Linked DNA regions of Mus musculus: region 1 is linked to region 2. A link is a contact called in public HiChIP or PLAC-seq data. All regions are on one chromosome and are shown on one strand. Each heading gives the region's core, a stretch centred on a gene start, on an enhancer-like site or on the middle of the called end of the contact. The rest is flanking DNA. Distances are from core to core; before and after follow the strand shown.

Evidence for each region. HiChIP or PLAC-seq counts read pairs in DNA pulled down with a chosen protein or histone mark.
Region 1: a contact with region 2 is called in an H3K27ac HiChIP or PLAC-seq map of embryonic stem cells, with 4 times the contacts expected there. The contact joins the promoter of Rpl13 here to the enhancer-like site in region 2. A contact is called at or near these places in 3 of 39 promoter capture datasets (liver and pre-B cells) and 1 of 115 datasets of contacts at active chromatin or transcription factors (embryonic stem cells).

Annotation. Positions count from the first base shown.
Region 1 is chr8:123,100,914-123,103,613 of GRCm38.p6, forward strand. Rpl13 (ribosomal protein L13) reads left to right here and starts at 1,437. Exons shown (of 6, transcript NM_016738.5): 1 at 1,437-1,532; 2 at 1,740-1,849; 3 at 1,932-2,073; 4 at 2,270-2,443. The coding sequence starts at 1,746. It overlaps Snord68 (small nucleolar RNA, C/D box 68), which reads left to right and starts at 2,145; the gene lies at 2,145-2,192.
Region 2 is chr8:121,966,825-121,969,524 of GRCm38.p6, forward strand. The region is part of intron 1 of Banp (BTG3 associated nuclear protein); the gene reads left to right. Among named protein-coding and RNA genes, the nearest start is that of Mir7237, 9.8 kb to the right of the region's middle. Within about 2 kb of position 1,432, at least 91 of the 459 cell types and tissues checked have an H3K27ac peak or open chromatin away from gene starts, as enhancers often do. A contact at or near this core is called in embryonic stem cells and liver, where this site is marked.

The sequences.
Region 1 (2,700 bases), core at 187-2,686, 1.1 Mb after region 2:
CACTGTTTCAAAGAAGTGCACCTTGAATCTGGGCATTCCTTCCACAGACATTTTCTCTGGGCTGGGAAGATGGTTCAACATCAATTTCTGGCCTTTTCACCCACACTCAAAAAAAATGGCTCCCCCCTACTGAGGATTGAATTTAGCCTCTCATCCAATAGGCAAGAATTACATCCTCAGCCTGCTTCATTATGACATTATTTTCGCGCGCGCACGCGTGTGTGGTATGTGTGTGTGTGTGTTTGTGTGTGTGTGTGTGAGAGAGAGACAGAGAAAATATATATATATCATGGATGAGCTCAGCATGTAGAGCTTGGTTCTCTTCTACCATGTGGGTCCCAGGAATAAAATGGCAGCAAGTACCTTCAACCCTCTAAGCTGTCTTGCCAGCCCTTCCTTTTTAATTTTGAAAAGAGGGTTGGGCTGGAGAGATGGTTCAGCGGTTAAGAGCACGGACTGCTCTTCCAAAGGTCCTGAGTTCAACTCCCAGCAACTACATGGTGGCTCACAACCATCGGTAATGGAGTCTGATGCCCTCTTCTGGTGTGTCTGAAGACAGCTACAGTGTACTTACATAAATAAAATAAATCTTAAAAAAAAAGGAGAAGAAAAAAAAGAAAAGAGGGTTTAAGTTGCTCAAAAAGCATTGAAATTGCTATTGTCCTGTCTCATTTTCTAGATGAATTATGATTATGGTCCTGTGATATCTGGCCCGGGTATAATGTGGATTTTTAAATTTATAGCCCTCTTAATTACTGAGCCATTTCTACAGCTTCTGTAGTGGAATTTTGATCAGGAAGAAACCTGGTAATTGGGAATGAGGAGTGAAAAAAGGTTATAGGCATACAGGTGTAGGACCAGTGTATGCCTTGGCTGTTTTGTTGTCGCTGCTACTGTGGGTAGGAATTCAGTATTGTATTTCGTCACACCTGATTTCCCCCCGAGGAGTTAAGTCAGGGCTAAAGGAGTTATCTAAGTAAATGGGGGAGTTTGGGGCTGGAGAAATGACTCAGTAGTTACGATCACTGGCTGCTTGCTGTTTCAGAAGTTCAATTCTCAGCACCCAGGAACTCCGGTAGTAGGGGATCCGACGCACAGCCATGAAACCAGGGAGACACTCATACAAATAAAGTAAAAATAAATAAAAATCTTAAAGTGGGGGGGGAAGTCTGGAATGGGGGTGCGTGCTTCAGTTCTGGGGAAACATAAATTCCAGGCAAATCTATAATAAATTTTCCTGGGTGGACGGGGAAAAAACACTGGATCTAGGAGGGAGAAAGAGTTTTAGGGGTTTAATTCATAGGTGCGCCCCTGAGCACGCCGGAGATACCCACACTGCGAAGTTAGGAACCAGCGAGAATAACCAACCCGACGGCTAGAAAGGCGATGGTCCGCCGGCGGGCGGGTTCGCGTGACGTCACTTCCCTTTCGCCTGATTTTGATTGGCGTTTGAGATTGGCCGGACTCCCTACAAGCCCAGGGTGCTTTGCGGTGCCCGGTCCTTTCCGCTCGGCCGTTCTCCTGTATAGGAGGTGAGTCTCTGCCGCCGCCGGTCCCATCGTGGTCCATCGGGCTCCATCGCCCTCCATCCGCTGTCATCGGCGAAGAGAGGCCGCACGGACAGCCATGGAGGAGCCCGGGCGCCGACAGCACGGAGCCAGGGCAGGGGCGGGAGGACCCGGGACGGGGTTGGGGACCCTGGCCTTGACTCGCCGCCCTCCTCTCCCTCGCGGCCTTAGGCAGCCATGGCGCCCAGCCGGAATGGCATGATACTGAAGCCCCACTTCCACAAGGATTGGCAGCAGCGAGTGGACACTTGGTTCAACCAGCCGGCGCGCAAGATCCGCAGGTATAGATCGCGCGTGGCTCGCGTGGGCTCCAGGGCGGGGACGCGCGTGGGGCAGGAGGTGACGGCTGTGCTTTTCCTGCAGGCGCAAGGCCCGGCAGGCGAAAGCGCGTCGCATCGCCCCTCGCCCCGCGTCCGGCCCCATCAGGCCCATCGTGAGGTGCCCTACAGTGAGATACCACACCAAGGTCCGGGCTGGCAGGGGCTTCAGCCTGGAGGAGCTCAGGGTGAGTGCGGCAGGGCGAGGTCCCTTGGCAGGTCCCTCGGGCTCGGTGGAATGATGACATTCTCCGGAATCGCTGTACTGACTTGATGAAAGTACTTTTGAACCCTTTTCCATCTGATGACACCGAGTTTTCTCGGCAGGGCCGGCTTGGGGTGGGGTGACTGCGAGGTGGGTGACCAGTTTCTGTTTCTGAACAGGTGGCTGGCATCCACAAGAAAGTGGCTCGCACCATCGGCATCTCTGTGGACCCGAGGAGGCGAAACAAGTCCACGGAGTCACTGCAGGCCAACGTGCAGCGCCTGAAGGAGTACCGCTCCAAGCTCATCCTGTTCCCCAGGAAGCCTTCTGCTCCGAAGAAGGGAGACAGTTCTGTAAGTCCTGCGGGGCGGCAGAGGTCCGGCTCAGTGTAGATAGAGTCTGTGTTCTTGGATCCAGCTCTGCAGAGTTGACATGAGTGCAGCAGTGGGAGGTTAGAGCGTACTGGGGGCGGCGGTGACGCGTGCAGATCAGTGGGAGCCACTATGGTGTCCCTGGGCTTTCCAGTGTCTGTTAGTGTTGGGAGCTATTGACTTGGAGCCTGGTATGCTGTTCTAGAGCGTTCACCCTACCAGGACGTTCAGGGGCATCT
Region 2 (2,700 bases), core at 182-2,681:
AACCTGTAGGAGAGAATAAACCTCCCAGGCCCAAGCTTTGGCCCAAGCAGCTGGGGAACAAGGGCCACTGCCAACGGGCGAGGTGCCGGGGGAGGGCTGTGAGCTGTACCTGGGACAAGGAGGGACCTGTGCTGAAAGAGTGCTGTGTGGTAGGGGTGTGAGTGACAAGAAGCTGAGCACCAGGCCTTCAGTGCCCATTGAGCAGTGGGTCTTGCCCTGGCTCCCTGCAGGGAGGGAGTTGATTGGGAGCAGGCAGAGACCTAAGAACAATGGCCTGGGGAATAGCCCTGCAGGAAGCCTAGGCACAGTGTGTGTGGTATAGGGCCAGCCCTGCTGGAGAGAAGCCACGGTCCTAGAGCTGGAGCAGCCTGGTAGGAAAGACTGACACTCAGGGGGCTCAGGAACAGCAAGGAGGGAGCAAATGGAGGGAGCACTGAGTGCCCTGGAACACTTGGCACCCTGGAGGGAGGCCTGGGGGTGGGGCAGGAAAGCAAGGCCATCTGTGGGGCCCTGGTAAGGGCCAGTGGAGGTAGTGTGACTGACACACACACTAGTCCAGGAGTTCTGAGGAGTTCAGTCAAGGTGCAGGGAGGGGCTGGGGATGGGGCGGGGGCTGTGGTGAGATGGGTTAAAGAGGGCCTCACTAGATAATTAGACTGGGGCTTAAGCCTCTAGGTTCAACAACCAGCGCTGGGGAAAATGTTTGAGGTACTGTTGGGATTTGATGCCTGTGCTAACTCTGCATGGAACTACTCTGACCTAGAGACACTAAGCAACCAATAACTAATTAGTAAGTCCTGCGGAGGTACGCCACTCAGATCCTGGGATCTCTGCCTCCCCGAGGGAGGCAGCTTAGGTTTAAGGTGTTCTACCCAACCCCCAGGTACTGCCGTGCCAGCTTATAGGTACAGGAAGACATACATGTGCAGTTCCTACACACTGACCTGGGACTTCCAACTGGTGTGCCTTTCTGTGGTGTATTGGGGTAGCATGATTAAATCATTCTTTCATGTTAACACGTGGTGGGGCCACCCCTCACCTTGCTGTACCCCTGCTGAGTGCTTGGGCTGTGGCTTTGGTGGACTGCACTTTTTCCACGTGCACCCTGGAAGCTTCAGCACTCTAAATGGTAATTGCAGTTGGAGTCTTTATTGAACATTAGTCTTAGTCCAGCTGTTTTATTACATTAGGACTGGATTCTCCCCAGGCCTTCTGAGAAATGGCAAAGCTAATTTGCCAAAATGGCAACTGCGTGCATGTCTCTCTGTTCCAGTTTTCTTGGGCTGCTTGCCCTAGTTTTTTTTTCTATTGAAACCTTCACTGTTAGCAGAATTTTAAATGTTTTTATCCTGGCAACAGGAGCATTTGGATAAACAGCGAGGAAGGAGGGCAGTGGTGTCCTTGTTTGGAGGAGGTCAGAGTTCAGGGTTTTATAGTCGGTCCAGAGTGTTTTCCTAAGCCATTTGCAGAGCTTTTAGGAAGCAGGAAGGTGCCGGGGTTGGGCATTTAAAAGCCTCTTCCACTGGCCCCTTAGGAGAGGCAGGCACAGCTCATGGAATCTCTGGGTTCCGGCCATTTGTGAATAGGCCACAGAGCCAGAGTAAGCGGGTGTAGACCAGGCAGTTGTTAATGTTCTTTTTGACAAGGCTGTCTGTAGCAGGTGGCCTGGATACAGGGCTAGATGCACACATGTGAGGAACTGGTCTCTTCCTCTACATCTTCGCTTTTCACGGTTTTCCATGTTTGGGCCTAGAGAAGGCCCAGGCTGCACACCAGTTCCCTCTGGAGGAGAGTCCCCAGAGGCTTCTGCACTTGGGTAGACTTGTAGGAGTGTCTAGGCTTTTGACATTGTGACAGATGTAGTCTGTTATCTATGAGGTTCATGTATAAAAGCCATGCAATCAAAGCGAAGCTTGCTGTTTGAAGTGAGCACTTATCACTCCCCGAGGGTGAATGTGGCTTGTGGGCTGTGGGTTGAACAGGTCTTGGAGCTGCACCTGCTGCAGGTGAAGCTGGGATGCTGAGTCTCTGTCTGGGGGCATTTGTCCTGAGGTACTGAGGCAGGCATGCTGGTGATTCTAGTATCTTTGCAGCCTTGAAAAGGGCAAAGACTTGTCTGTCTGCATTTTCCTGGAAAACGGTCTGTAGTCTATTTTCAGTTCTTTGGATTTGCTAGAGCCTGGGCTACTTTTAGTCTAGTCCTGAATCTGGCTGGGTGGCTTTAGGAAGGTGAAGGCCGCTGCCTCGGCTCAGAGCTGAAGTTCACTCTTTGCTTCTTTATTTGGAAGCAAGAAGATTGAGTTTCGGGCTGGAGAGATGGCTCAGTGGTTAAGAGCATCGACTGCTCTTCCGAAGGTCTTGAGTTCAAATCCCAGCAACCACATGGTGGCTCACAACCATCTGTAATTAGATCTGACTCCCTCTTCTGGTGTGTCTGTAGACAACTACAGCGCACTTAGATATAATAATAAATAAATCTTTAAAAAGTATTCTTTAAAAAAAAAAAAGACTGAGTTTCTGGTACTAGGTATGTTCTCTTTCAGCTGTGTCTACTCTGTCTTTCAAGTTCCTCCTCAGAGACCTTGGAAAGGGGCGGGCACAGAGGCCTGGGGGTGCTTAGGGCTGCTGCACCTGTGTGACAGCCCACTGCCCAGCTTTCCGCTGCTGCTAACGACCCTGCCGGCTCTTTTGAGTGAGTCT